Regions from separate parts of the Sus scrofa genome. Here region 2 is linked to region 1. A link is a contact called in public HiChIP or PLAC-seq data. All regions are on one chromosome and are shown on one strand. Each heading gives the region's core, a stretch centred on a gene start, on an enhancer-like site or on the middle of the called end of the contact. The rest is flanking DNA. Distances are from core to core; before and after follow the strand shown.

Region 1 (7,191 bases), core at 754-3,253:
GCCAGCAGCTGCAGCTCTGATTAGACCTAGCCTAGGAACCTCCATGTGCCACAGGTATGGCCCTAAAAATACAATAAATAAATTAGTAAATAAAACTGAAACCCTTAAGACTGGGAGGTCCCTGAACTATCTTTGCAACCTTTTTTTCTTTTTCTTTTTAGGGCCGCACTTGCAGCACGTGGAGGTTCCCAGGCTAAGGGTTTAATCAGAGCTACAGCTGCCGGCCTACGCCACAGCAACAGCAATGCAGGATCTGAGCTGCGTCTGCAACCTACACCACAGCTCACAGCAATGCTGGATCCTTAACCCACTGAACAAGGCCAGGGATCAAACCTGAAACCTCATGGTTCTTAGTCAGATTCATTTTCCACGGCGCCACAACGGGGAGCTCCTATCTTTGCAACTTCTAAGTGAAACTTAACTTTTTTTAAGGAACAAATATTTTTAAAGAGAGACAAACTCACTAATTGAAACATGGGCAATAAAACATCGAAACTTATTTAGGTCCTAATTGAAACTTTAAAAAAATGACTTCCTGCTGTGGCACAGTGGGTTATGAATCCAACTACCATGGTTTGGGTGGCTGTGGAGGTGCGTTAGATCCCAGGCCTGGTGCAGTGGGTTAAAACATCTGACCAGCTCTGGCAGAAGGTAGCATCTGTGGCTCAGATTCAGTCCCTAGCCCAGAAATTTCCATATGACTTTCATGCAGCCAAAAACAATTTAAAAGATTGGAGAAACCTGAACACTAACTATATGTTTGATGAAAGTAAAATTATGGTATTGTTATGGTTTTTAAACATTAACAAAATGTATACAAATGACAACCTAAAATTATCCTTTTGTGGAGTTCCTGTCATGGCTCAGTGGTTAACAAATCCGACTAGGAACCATGAGGTTGAGGGTTCAATCCCTGGCCTCGCTCAGGGGTTAAGGATCCGGCGTTGCCATGAGCTGTGGTGTAGGCCAGCGGCTGCAGCTCCAATTCGACCCTCTAGCCTGGGAACATCCATATGCTGCGGGAGCAGCCCAAGAAATGTCAAAAAAAAATAATAGAAATAAAAAATAAATAAAATTATCCTTTTTTCCTTCATGCTGATGATTGAAGATGTTTTTTGAGAGGTGCCAACATGAATTTGAGTAATGCAGAGGGTTAATCTGGCAGCCAGTTAGGGTTAGAGGACCTCCTAAAACATGTGTTTGTGAAAGATGGTATGAGCCAAACAAATCTTTTGTAATGTTTTAACGGGGAACTGTTAAAGATACCGGTAAGGTTCTGCAACGTGGAATAGCCTTAAATAGTTTGCTGGCCTCTGCGGCCCCAAGGTGAGGAGGAAAATTCCTGAGAACTGACGTTTGCAGAGACACACGTGGGTCCAATGGACTCTTCAGGCGTATTTCTCACCTTCGATGGTGCTGAAATGAGCATCCCCTGACTTCACAAAGCGTTCAAAGTTATCGGAATTCAACGTTCCCACTGACCCTGCATCGCCCCCGGCTTTGCTAAGAGGCTGCGGACAGACGCCAGGTCCAAGACCTCCGCCTCGCACGCGCCACGTGCTCCTGGTCCCGCGGCGCCTGCGCACTGCGGCCGCGCCGGGTCTACGTGATGCGCCCCCGGGCGGCAATGGCGGCGGGCCGGGGCGGCGCCGTCTCGGGCGGTCCGAGCCGGGGGGAAGGCGCGAGTCCCGAGCGCCCCGGAGCAACTCCGGCGAGCCCCCTGGGTACCCTGAGCCCGCTCGCCTTGCGCCACTGCCAGACCCACATGCCGCGGAAACCCACGCCAGAACCTGCCAGGCCTCCCCGGGGTCTCGACGGGGCGGGTCGCGCTCCGCCCCCGCGCTCTCCAATTGGCTCCTGGTACAGCCCCGCCTCTTTCCCGCAGTCCCATTGGCTTAGGCTGAGCTTAGTGCCGTAGAGCCGCAACGCCCTTCGCGTGTTCCTATTGGTTCAGGATTGTGGCTCGCCCGCTCTCGGTACCCTCATTGGTCGAGCGGAGCTGCGGGGGTGGGGTCGCTCCGGACCACGACAACAAAGGGCGGCGGGTGGTGAGCGGCGGTGACCGCGTCTCCCGGTGCTCCCTTCAGGCCGCGCGCCCGGACCTGCCCGCCCGGCTCCAGATGAAGTGTGAGCACTGCACGCGGAAGGTGAGCTCGGAGGCACTCGGGCGGGGCCGGGCGGGGTGGAGGAGCCTGCGCTCGCGGGCCTTCGGGGGCGTCGGGAGCCCGGCAACTCTGAGCGCCTCTGCCCCGCGTTGTCGCTGACGGAACCTCGGGGCCCGGCTTGCGGCTCGTGCTCTCCGCGCTGGAGGTGGCTCTGGGCGAGGCTGCCGGCGCGTCCGGTCCCAGCTGCCCAAGGCGCCGTGACGTCGGGGCGCGCGTCTGGCCTTTCAAAGTGCCTTCGAAGCCAACCCCCCTCCCCCGGAAAACCAGCCAACCTCAGCTACCTCCCAGGGCACGCGAGGCGAGCACTATCCTTGGTCTGAATGATCTGCACGGCGATTAAGTGCTTAGGGGCGTCATGCTTCTCCCAACCTTCCGTGCTTATAGTAACAAGAAGGGCGCAGAAGCGCAGGAAGGAAACCCGGGGCTGGGCCTCCTCCACCTGGGTAGCCATGGCAACGGTGCCAGCCGTCCACACGTGTTTCTAGGCTATGGTAACATAAAATAACTACGGTGCCCGGCGCGGGTTGTGTTTGTATTTTCTAAGTTGGATCGTACTCCTTCTTCAGTTGGACTTTATTTCACTTAGGGTTGCACGAGAGATACCTTTTCAGAGCATTACCTGCAATCGTAATTAGTTGTATTCTGAGTATACACGTGTCCACCTAGTTGGGCCCTGATTACCTTGTCAGGAGAGGCCACTTCTAGTTTCTAGTCACTGCAAATGGTGCAGATATAGGGGTGTGTGGGAGTGTGTCTGCGTGTCCACAAGTATCAGTGCTCTCCTTTCTGTAGAAAAGATTTCTAGGCGTGAGATTAATTCATCAGCAGGTATGTACTTTTTTGTACGTTCGTTTTTTTAATTAAGAGAATCAATCTAATGTTCCTTCGTCTTTTCAAGGAATGTAGTAAAAAAACAAAAACCGATGACCAAGAGAATGCATCAGTCGAGGTACCAAGTCCGGCCCCGGAGAGTGGAGAGGAGGCAAGTGAATTTTTCAGTTTTGTATCCACCTGGAGTGAACATCTAGTGCTGTTTTTCTCCTTTGGGGGGCGCCTCATGTCACTGTTTACGTTGTTTTTCTAAGAAAGAAGCAAGAAATAAAGGGGCTTAGAAAATTAGAAAGCCCCAGCCAGGGTCCAAATGTGCAGGTGGAGGGCCCTGGTCTTCAAGGTGAGAGCGCCGACGAGCCCGTCTCCTTAGAAGACCCGGCATTAGGGACAAAGAAAAGGCCTCTCAGTAGGAACAGCGCTGTGATATTTAAATCTCCAAGTTTTATTTTCTTTTTGGGCTGTCCCTCAGCAGATGGTGTCCCTGGGCCAGGGATCAGATGTGAGCCACCGTTGCAGCAATGCTGGCTCCTTTAACCCACTGTACCTGGTAGGGGATTGAACCTGCGTTCTGGCGCGGCAGAGACGCCGCCAATCCTGTTGCATCACAGCAGGAGCTCCTATAATTTTTTTTTTTTTAATGTAAAGTTTCATTCTGTATAATGGGGTTTTAGTTAGGTAATTTATAAAACAACTCAAATTTCATGATTCTGGAAGTTTCTTTTTCTAATAGATTTTTCTGTTGGTTCTCGAGTTTTTAGTCCTCCTTAGCTGGTGGTGATGGTTTACTTTTACTGGGTTCCTACCCTGCGCGAGGCACTAGTGAAAGTGCCTTATACCTGTGAACTCACTCTGTGCTCAGAACGAGCGTCTCAGGTACGCCCTGCTGTTGCCTCCATTTCTCAGAGAGGAGGATGCGGTGCAGGGAGGCTGAGGTTCCGTCTTCCCGTAGGAAGAACTGGTCCCGGTTTCAGGAATGCAGACCTGGCCACGCAGGGGAAGCAAGCAGCAGGTTCCTCTTTAGTTCAGTGCTCCCGATACACCTGGTTCTCGGGAGCCAGCACTGCCCTGGTGCCCATGGGGCTTCGTGGGCAGCAGTGGTGGGACAGGCACCCAGGGCATGGAGGCAGGGAGCCCGGACGCCCGCAGCCCCAGAGCAGCCGGCCAGGGCCTCCCTGCCTGCCCTCCAGCTGCACCACCTCCGGCAGACATCTAACCCTGGAGCCCCAGTTTCCTTATCAGTGACAGGGGGAGTGGGGCTACTCCTCTCCCCCGGCTGTGGCAGCAGGAGATAAAGTGAGTGCTCCGCCTGAGTGGGCGCCCCGCCAGCCCCGAGGCTGTTGAGCCTGGGGGGATGAGCGCCCCCCGGGGGCGGTGAGAACTGAGGGAGGGGGCGAGGGATGGGAAGCAAGCTCACCAGGCGCCCGGAGGGTATGGATGGGAGCGGTCTGGGGAGGGGTCGGGGGCCCTGAGGCTCTCGGGTGAGGAGACAGACAGGTCAGATGTGTGTTTTAGGGCGGGTGGCAGAGGCAGCTGGCTCTAGCTGGCCAGAGCAGGGGAAGGACAGGAGGACCCGGGGGCAGAGAGTGGTGGGGCGGTGGCAGAAGCAGGAAGGAGGGGGCTGCCCAGCGAGCCAAGTGCAGTCTGAGCTGGGTGGACGCTGAGTTTTGCAGGCTGGAGTCTGGAGCCTGTGAGGGAGAGGGCTCGTGGGGGCCTGATGGAGAGACGGGGGTGCGGGACGGACGCTGCCCTGAAGAGAGGTGCTGAGGGGGCAGGATCGAGACGAGGGAAGCCCTGCTGTCCCAGACACCCCTGCAGGGGCAGTGGAGGCAGAACTCTCCGTGCAGCTCAGCAGTATCTATGAGGCCCCAGCTGTATGCCAGACCCCGTGCTCCTGGGAGCTCGTGAAAAGGGCCAACGCTTGGAGCCCGGACAGATGTCTGGAATGAGCCTCTACAGAGTAACAGGGTCCCGGAATGAGGGCTGCCCGGGGACGCTGGGGCACATGGGGGGAGTGGGGAGGGGATGGCGCCCACTCCTGTTCGCAGGAGCTGTGGAGAGGAGGCCACCCCTGCTCTGAGCCATCTCTCACCAAATCATGCTTGAGTGAAAAGCAGGTAGACAGCTACCAGAAGCTCTTACTAATCTGTTGAAATGGCTCTAGTAGGTCTCAGAATGTGTATTCGTCCACCAAGTGTTTGTGAAGCGCCTTCTGTATACAGGGCCTCGTGGAGACGTCAGGAAAGAAACGGGACAAGACTGTGTTTCAGCGGCGAGAGGCGGGCAGCGCGTCGGTGCCGGGAGGGGCTGTGAGGGTCCAGGGGCAAGCCAGGCTCTTGGGGAGCGCTGCTCTCAGGGAGACCCAGAGCAGGGGGCCTTGTGCCAGAGCTGAGCTCCGGCGGGGGGGTGGGGCGGGGCATGGCACGGCTTGTGCTCTAGTGCCCTCTGCCCAGGCAGAGCTGCCAGGAGAAGAGGAAGCAGCGAGGGTTGGCATCTTGGCGTCCAGTGGAGCAGAGTCACTTTGGCTGTGGTGTGGGTTTGAGCATCACTGCCCCGACTTGACTGGCCTGAGGACCCTGATGTCCCCTGGGTCTGAGCCTTGCGGAGGCCAGGCTGCGGGCTTCCGTGGAGGCTTGCTGGGGCGGGGGTAGGGGAGCAGGCCAGGGCTGTAGCCCCCGTGCCACAGGGAGCCACAGGGAGGGGCATGGGGCCAGAGAAGTGCTGAAGCAGAGGGAGAGAGGAAGAGAGGGGGGGAGAGGGAGGGAGGGGGAGGGGGGGGGGGGGGGGGGGGGGGAGGGAGGGAGGGAGGGAGGGAGAGGGAGGGAGGGAGAGAGGGAGGGGGAGAGAGGAGGGAGGGGAGGGAGAGAGAGGGGAGGGGAGGGAGGGAGAGAGGAGGGAGAGGGAGACGGAGAGGGAGGGAGAGAGGGAGGGGAGGGAGAGAGAGGGAGGGAGAGGGAGGGGGGAGGGGAGGGAGGAGGAGGGAGGGAGAGGAGGAGGGGAGGGAGAGGGAGGGAGAGGGAGGGAGAGGAGGGGGGGGGGGGGAGAGGGAGGGAGAGGGAGGGAGGGAGGGAGAGAGAGGGAGGGAGCTTGTCTGAGGCAGCGGCCCGCTCCCCCGCGGGACCGTCTTGGCGACAGCACTGGCTCCAGGCCGGCCCCGCCGTCTCGGGGTGTCCTGCCAGTCTGCTGTGCTGTGAGGCTGTTACTTTCCCTAAAGGAGAGCGTCCGAAAAAGGGTTTGTGGAAGAATCAGGCCGGAACATCATCTTTCTTTCGTAGAAGGGAGAATTCCATAAATTGGCTGACGCCAAGATATTTCTGAGCGACTGCCTGGCATGTGACAGCTGTGTGTCTGCAGAGGAAGGAGTCCAGGTCGCCCAGCAGAACGCCAAGGACTTCCTCCGCGTCCTGAACCTTAACAAGGTACAGCAGCGCGGGAGGCGGCGCGGGAGGCGGCGCGGGAGGCAGGCAGAGGCCAAGGTGAGGCACGGAGCCTCTGCTGGGGCTCAGGGTACATCCTTGGCCCTGTCCCTGTGTCCCCTGCCTTCGGTGGCCCTCAGAGCTGCTCCCCAGAGGAACCACACCCCACGCAGACTCGCCCCCTCCCTGACTTGGCAGCAGCTGTGGCCGGCACCACCATCCAGGCTCCCTTGGCCTGGGGTGCCTGCTCCATGCTCCGGGCGTTCCGAGCTCCCAGGCTGCATTCGGGCTCTGCACGCAGTGCCGGGGGCTCTGCGCGTGGTGCCGGGGGTGGGGGGCCCTGCCCACTTGGCGGTGCGGGTGCGGGGGTAACAGTGCTGGTAAAAGTCGCGCCGCTGCAGGCTCGTCTCCGATGTTCGTGGAAGTGCTGGTGAAGGTGCATCATTAGGTAGGTGTTTGCAGAAATGTTCACTGCTGGCAGACAGCCATACCAGTCAGCGTTTGGTTGTAGAAAACGGGGTCCCAACTCAAACCAGCATGAGGAGGACATGCTTAGTTATTCCATGAAGCCGAGCGCTAAGAAGCGGGGGCCGTTTGGGTTTGGCTGCGTCGGTCACACAGAGCCGTCATCAGGAAGAAGCACCTTCTACGTCTCTGCCGCCTGTGGCTCTGGGCTCAGGCTGATCCCCCGTCCCCACCCCCATCACACATCCCTCCCTCAGAGGAGGTGACGTCTGAGTGGGACTGAAGTGACAAGGGCTCGAGAGCGCGCTTCTGGTGGC
Region 2 (7,207 bases), core at 3,426-5,925, 310 kb before region 1:
ACCGAGTGTGCTTACTTAGTCGTCCAAAAAACGTTAGAATGGGGGGCCAAGTATACACAATTTAATTTGGAAACTTAATTTAACAAAATTTTAACTTTTCCTGATTATACGTCTGCTTTATGACCACGAGGAGACATGTTGTTACTTGCCAAATACCAAAAAGGGGTCAGAGGAAAAAAACGCTTCCACCAATTTCTGCCTCTCGGGGCGACGTCACACACAGACACCTTCGTGTGTTGCCTTCCAGGCTTTTTTCTCTCTCAGCAATAAATGGACCACCCCCCTGGCCGTGCCCACAGCCTCAGGGCGCTGGCCCGTCACACTCGCCTTGGAGGGTGCCGGGGTTCGGGCCCGGGCGAGGGAGGCGTCTGCCTGGGGCGGTCCAGGCTGGGGAGGGCAGGGCAGCCCAACTGCAGCATCCTGGGGGCTGCTGTGTGGACACCCCAGTGTGCCGGGGTCTGGGAAGCGCAGCTCGGGTCTAGGCCTCGGGGGCTACACGTCCACGTCCGGGCACGTGAGGGGAGGTGACTGCTGAGCAGGGACAGTTCCTGGTGACCCGCCATGAGCTCCTCTCCCGGGAACCTCAGCCTGAGCACAGCCTGTGCTGACTTCAACCCGCTTCTTGGGTTTGCCGGCCTGGCCGGCATGCGCGCGCGCGCGCGCACACACACACACACACACACGCCTGTGTGTGCGCAGCCACACGCCGCACACACAGGTGCGCACAATGTGCTAAAACAGCAAGCCTCACACTGGGGCGGGCTGTCTGCGGGGCGGGCTGTCCTGGTTCCAGCACGCCCGGCAGGGAGCCCGGTCCACAGGCACTTGTGCTCACACCGAGGAGCCCAGTGGCCGCTCGAGACCCGCCGGCAGGGCCGGGAGCGCAGACGGGCCCGCTGGGGAGCCGGTCTCAGGGCAGAGCCTTGGTGGGGAGGACGGGGCTGCCAGGTGTGGCTGGTTGGCGAAGACAACGAGGAAGCTCGGGAGCGAGCGGGCCTTTATTCAGCGGCTGCGGGCACAGAGCGGGAGACCAGGAGGAGGTGCGGGCCCCTCGTCCCCCCGACCCCCGTCAAGGCCAAGGCAGGCGGGCGGGGCTGTCTCCCTGCAGCGGGAGCCCCAGACCCAAGGCTCCTTCTGTTTTGTGGACGTGGGGCCTGAGGCGGGAGGACGAGGACGGAGCGACGAGCCAGCGTGGACGACGGTGTCTTCGAAGCCCCTCCGCGAGGAGCCTCGGCCCGGGGCCCGCACGACGGCACCTCTGCATCGGGCTGGGGCCGGCCCGCCAGCGCCAAGCCTGCGGTGGGAGGGCGGCTTCCCGGGGGCCCCGGAGGAGGCTCTGCAGACACCTCTGCACGGCGGCAGCACCTCAGGCGCCACTCGGGCCTGGAGGCCCCTTTTCCGCAGGTAAGGGGCGCAGGCCGCCGCCCTGGAAGCCCTTTCCGGTGAGAACTGGGGCTGGGCCCCCGGGCAGGAGCACAGCGCTGCGGTCCTCTCCGCAGCACCGGGTCTCCGGGGCCCGCCGGCCGGCCTGAGTATCCGCAGGTGCCCCTAACCCGCCTGGGGGAGGCCGTGGCCACAGCCACCTGGAGGAGCCAACCGAGCCCAGGAGGGGGCAGCCTGCTCCCGCGGAGGCCTCGCCCTGCGCCTGCACCGCGGGGCAGAGCCGGAGCCGCCTCTGGGCCAGGGGCTGAGGGTCACCGCGGGGCGAGGTCGCTCTGCTTCTGCCCGGGACACCAGTCCGTGTCCGGATAGAGGAGGCAGTGGACGGACTGAAACCTGGGAGGGAGTGGGAGGTCAGGGCTGCGGGAAGGGCAGGCTGGCCCGGCACCCCTGCCCGCTGCCCGCTCACCGCGTGGGGTCCTGCTGCAGGCTGAAGCCCCCGGCCACGTTCACCACGTTGTGCGGGTTCTCAGGGCCCCCATAGCTCAAAGTGACCTGGGAGAAGGGACGGCGTCACGCTCGGGGCCAGCATCTCCCACCGCGCCGTGTTCTCCACGGGAGAGGCCGCCTGGCCTCCCCAGCGTCCCCGGGGTCAGCTCAGGAACAGCATGGAAGGGCCGGAGGTGTGGCCAGCACAGATGACACCCCAGGGAGGCGGCTGGCGCCCGTCCCCAACCCCCTGCGCGAAGCTGCTCCCCTCTCCAGGCCGGGTCTGTGACAGCTGGGGCCCCTGGGAAAGCCCAGTGGCTCCCTTTACAGAGGCGCCCCCACGTGAGCCCCGGACCCCGAGTCCATGGCAGTTGTGCCTCGGTGCTGTGACCCGTCAGGGAGCCAGGTGCGGGCAGGGGCCCAGCACGCCTACCTGCTGGAGCAGGGTGTCGGGCGGCAGCCTCGGGAGGTTCTCCAGGTGGGAGTGGAAGAGGGGGCTGCGCAACAGGCGCGCGCCCAGCAGCCCCTCCACGATGTAGCCCACGGTGCAGTCGTCTGGCAGCCGCACCCGCTCAGCTGTGCTCATGAAGCTGCCCAGGCTGGGAGCCGAGGGGGTCTGGTCAGCGCCTGCCCAGCCCTGGGCACCCCCTCCCAGGCAGCCAGGCCCCAAGAGGTCCCCCCTCACCTGGCCCAGGGGCTCATCTTGAGGGCAAGGCCTCTGCTCAGGCAGAACCCGGCCCCCCCAGTAGCGAACCAGAACTTGACCGAGGTCACCTGGGGAGGAGGGGCCGCGATCAGAGCTCCTCGCCCTGCACACCCCGAGGCCTGTTCTTCAGCCACCCATCGGGGCTCTCCGGCCAGGTGGCCAAAGCTCCCTGGGCGCAATGGGTGGGGGTGCCCACGATCGCCTGTGGCTTCGGCCCCTCCCACGGCTCCCCCTCACTGGCCTCAGCTCTGGACACGTGGGTGGGACACCTGCTGGGGTCTCCCCTCTCTGCTTTGCCTCCCCGGCCCCGGCACTCACGGTTCCACCTCCCTGGACCCTCTCGGTAGCCTCGATGGGGTGGTCCAGGCTGGGCCGCCCCAGGTAGACGTCTTGGCTGGGCGAGAAGCTGGACAGCAGGTGCAGCAGGCCATCGGGGTTCACGTAGTTGTCGTCATCCACGTGGCAGAACCACCTGGAGGGGTGTGCAGAAACCTGCAGTGAGCCCGGACCAGGGGGCGCGCCCGGCATTGGCCCTGGGCTTGCAGGAGACAGGGCGCGGCCACCACGTACTTGCGTCCAGACTCGATGAACTTGTCATATTCCACTGCCATCTTGCAGCACAGAGCCTGGCGGGTGTGCACGGCTGAGCAGTTGGTGTTGACAACGTGGCTGCCTGCGGTGGGAGGAGGAGAAGAGCGAGTGCCAGGGAAGTCTGTGGCCAGTGTACCCACCCCGCTGAAGTCAGGCAAGATGTGGCTAGCTGGCGACGCAAGGTCTGTCCGCTCGAGGCCCTGACGTCGGAGCCGATCACAGCCCTGTCCCGGCCTCGCTCGGCTGACTCTGTTGCTGCTGTCGAGACAGATAACCTCCTCCTGGAATCTCACGAGAGAAAACCTGCCAGGGAGCAGGACTGAGGTGGGCAGGCCCGGAAGGGAGGGCTCCCTGCTGGCCCTCCTGTAGGGGGCGTGGTTGAGGGAGGCAGAGCAGGGCTGGGGCCTGGGGCCCTGGATGCGGGGCCAGCGGTGGGTGGGCATCGGGGCTCTGTCCTCCACCAGCTGTGTGGCCCTGAGCAGGTGCCTTCCCCCCCCCCCCCCCCCCCCCGTACACAGCATAGGGCCGGGTGGCCCTGGACCGAGAGACAGCTGAGGAGGCAGCTAGCAGGGCGGGACGGGACGGGGGCACTCACCACCCTGGAGCTGCAACTCGGGGTCGTCCCCATCAGTAAAGATGAATGTCTGGAAAGAGAGTTGTGAGGAGTCAAGGGGCACCCCCTGGGGACCCCAAGGTCTGGCAGGGCCTTGGCTTGAAGCCGCAGAAGCACAAGTGGCTGGGCCTGGGCTTGGGCAGATCAGAGAGGAGAGCAGAGCAGCCTGCCGGTACCCTCAGCGTCCCCAGCAATGTTGGGGTGGCCCTGCTCTTGCCAGGCATGTTTCAGGGGTCTCAGCCCAGGGTCAGCTGGGAGAACTCATGCGAGCCTGGAATCTGGGAGGGTGGGTGCTGGGGGTGCCCGTCCATTCCCCACGTACTCGGGGCTTGGGGCCTGACGGCCACGCTGGGGACACAGCGGTGGGGAAGGGATCCGGGGTGGGGTTCAGGGAGGGATGCCAGTTTAGAGATGAGGGAGCGGAGTCCAAAGGCGGTGGAGGTCCTGGGAAGCCAGCGGTGCGGGATCCCAAAGGCAGGCATCTGGGGAGCGGGGATCTCGGGGCGTGGGAGGGTGCGGGGCGGGAATCCCGAAGTCTGCGGGGCCCCGGAGCGGGACCCACCTGCTGTCGGGCCCGGGAGATCCAGGTGCGCAGCAGCAGCCCCAGGCGCGGCCCGTGGTTCTTTCGGGTGGTCTTGACCGCGATGAAGATGTCGTCGGGCCGCAGTCGGGGGGCCGCGGCGGGCCGGGCAGGGGGCGCGCGCGAGTCAGGGCCCGGGGCCCGGGCCCGTGTCGGGGCCGCCGCGGGCGCGGACGCGCGGGGGAGCGGCAGCGGCAGCAGCAGCAGCGCGGCCAGGGCCGCGGCCAGCGCGAGGCAGGCCCGGCAGAGCGCCCCCCGCGCGCGGCTCATACGACCGCGGGACCCGCGGGCACTGCCCAGCCAGCGCGGCGCGGCCCCTTTAAGAGCCGCCCCGCCCGAGCCGCGACCCGGAAGCGGCAGCCGCGCTGCCCCGGAAGTGGACGGCGCGCCGCGGCGGGGTTGGCGAAGATGCCGCTGCCGGTTCAGGTGTTTAACTTGCAGGTAACGAGCCGCGGCCGGCGGCCCCTCCGCGCCCCCGCCGCCGGGCCGGAGGGGGGCCGGCCGTGCGCGCCCCCCGCGCGGCGTTCTCCCCGCGCCCGGGCTCCGGCCGCAGCGTCCCGCCCGTCGGCCCCGGCAGCCCGGCAGGCCCGGCAGGCCCGGCAGGCCCGGCGCGCTAACGCTCTTTCTCCTTCAGCAGCCAGCCAGCTCTGTGTCAGGGTCGGGGGGTGCAGAGAGTCAGGACAGAATGCGGGGTGGCCCGGCCCCCCGTGCGGCCGCGTCGTCAGTGGCAGATGTGCACTGCGCCCCTCCCAGCGGTAGGTCAGAGCTCTTCCTGCCGGGCACGGCCGGGGACTTCAGCCTGAGCGCCAGCCTGTCGGCCTGTACGCTGCTTTATGAGGTACCTTCCAGGACGGGGGCCGGGACCAGCCCGCCCGCCCACCGAGCGCGGGCCGCGCAGGGCGCCCGGGCGCCCCCCTCCCGCCTCCGGCCGCGGCCGGCCCCCGGCGGGCGTCGCCGGGTGCCGCTGCTCCCGCTGCTCGGATGCGCCCGATCGAGGCCGCCCAGGGTCCTCCCCGTGGCTCGGAGGAGGCTGCGTCAGGACGGTGGCCGGGAGCGTGTAGGGACCCTCGGGGGACCCTGGGAAGCGGTCCTCCGGCGTCCGGTTCCCGCCCCGGAGATAGGCTGTCACAGTCGGGCGGGGTTCTGCTCCTGAGCGCCGGTCTCGCCGGGAGCCCCCTCCCTGATGTGGCGGCGCTGGACGTGGCGGGCAGTGGGGAGGGGCCTGTCTGGAGCCGGGTTAGAGCTGAGCTGGGGCACAGTGAGGGTCTCTCGCTCTCCCTGGGCATCCCCCACTAGAGGTGCCAAGGTGCCGCCCGTGTTGCAGGGGGCGGTGGAGCCCATGCAGATTGACGTGGATCCCCAGGAGGACCCGCAGAACGCACCCGATGTCAACTATGTCGTGGAGAACCCCACCCTGGTAGGGAGCCTTGCAGCCGCTCCTAGGGGATCAGTGGGTTTGTTGGGGTGTCAGTCTTGCTGTGAGGGCTGGGCTAGGGCTCCCCACGCCGACCACGTCTTTTTCTGACCTGGAAACCTCTCGGGTTTCGGTTGCTCATTTCTGATGGGTTGCTAGTCCGCTCCAGACCTTTCATCTGCTCCCCCCCCCACGGAGGAGCCCTGGGTGCCAGGCTGCGCTTTGGTCATCTCACTGCAAGGACACGTCTTCTTTGGGGCCCAGCCTGTGAAGCTCGGTCTCCTCACTGCTCAGCCTGGTGACTGGCAGTCTGGGCGGGTGCCCACGTGCCTCCGGCCGTTCACCCCGGGCCAGAGCTTTACCCCGGAGGCCCCTTCACCGGCCCGTTCCCAGCGGCCTCTCCTCAGCCCCTGGACGGTCGGCGATTTGTTTGGTGCCCCCACGCCACTGCTCCCGACCACTGGCTGGGGCTTGGGGTCTGGGGTCCCAGCCTGGGGGACGAGCACTCTGCCCCCTGCCCCCAGGATCTGGAGCAGTATGCGGCCAGCTACAGCGGCCTGATGCGCATCGAGCGGCTGCAGTTCATCGCCGACCACTGCCCCCCGCTGCGGGCGGAGGCCCTGAAGATGGCCCTCTCCTTCGTGCAGCGGACCTTCAACGTGGACATGTACGAGGAGATCCACCGCAAGCTCTCGGAGGCCACCAGGTGAGGCCCAGGACCCGGCGACCTCGTTTTCTCGTGGCAGAGCCGGGAGGCGCAGCCGTCGCGGGAGGCGCTCGACGCGGGAGGCGCTCGCGCTGCCGAGAGTCGGCCCCGCCCCGCGTCTGCGGCGGCGTCTCGCGTGTGCGCACGCGCGGTTCTGGGCCGCGCGGAGCCTGCGGAGACCGCAGCGGGTTCCCCTCGCCCCTCGGCGCGGCGCCGAGACTCGTTTCCCCCTGGGCCGTCCCGCCAGGCGGCGGGCCTCCGTGGTCAGAGCTGTGCCCCTGTCAACGGGGCGCTCTCCCCATGGGGCGAGGGCCGCTGGCAGCATCCCAGCCCCCCTGACGGCCGGGTCCTCCCCAGGGAGCTGCAGAACACGCCCGACGCCATCCCCGAGAGTGGGGTGGAGCCCCCGCCCTTGGACACGGCCTGGGTGGAGGCCACTCGGAAGAAGGCCCTGCTGAAGCTGGAGAAGCTGGACACGGATCTGAAGAATTACAAGGGCAATTCTATCAAGGAGAGCATCAGGTGTGCCCGGGGCCGGGGGGCGGGCTCCATCCCGGCGGCAGCATCAGGTGTGCCCGGGGCCGGGGGCGGGCTCCATCCCGGCGGCAGCATCAGGTGTGCCCGGGGCCGGGGGGTGGGCTCCATCCCGGGCGGCAGCATCAGGTGTGCCCGGGGCCGGGGGGTGGGCTCCATCCCGGGCGGCAGCATCAGGTGTGCCCGGGGCCGGG

Evidence for each region. HiChIP or PLAC-seq counts read pairs in DNA pulled down with a chosen protein or histone mark.
Region 2: a contact with region 1 is called in an H3K27ac HiChIP or PLAC-seq map of alveolar macrophages. The contact joins the promoter of RFNG here to the promoter of NARF in region 1. A contact is called at or near these places in 1 of 5 promoter capture datasets (fetal skeletal muscle) and 1 of 2 datasets of contacts at active chromatin or transcription factors (alveolar macrophages).

What each region holds. Positions count from the first base shown.
Region 1 is chr12:646,636-653,826 of Sscrofa11.1, reverse strand. NARF (nuclear prelamin A recognition factor) reads left to right here and starts at 2,003. Exons shown (of 11, transcript XM_021066338.1): 1 at 2,003-2,147; 2 at 3,064-3,147; 3 at 6,269-6,469. The coding sequence starts at 2,121.
Region 2 is chr12:954,597-961,803 of Sscrofa11.1, reverse strand. It overlaps RFNG (beta-1,3-N-acetylglucosaminyltransferase radical fringe), which reads right to left and starts at 4,675. Exons shown (of 8, transcript XM_021066394.1): 1 at 4,342-4,675; 2 at 3,762-3,810; 3 at 3,146-3,248; 4 at 2,894-3,047; 5 at 2,555-2,643; 6 at 2,303-2,468; 7 at 1,850-1,935; 8 at 47-1,776. The coding sequence starts at 4,629. The coding sequence ends at 1,695. It overlaps GPS1 (COP9 signalosome complex subunit 1), which reads left to right and starts at 3,381. Exons shown (of 14, transcript XM_021066389.1): 1 at 3,381-3,490; 2 at 5,684-5,776; 3 at 6,298-6,479; 4 at 6,837-7,001. The coding sequence starts at 5,699. It overlaps LOC110255929 (a long non-coding RNA gene), which reads left to right. Exons shown (of 2, transcript XR_002336920.1): 2 at 1-104.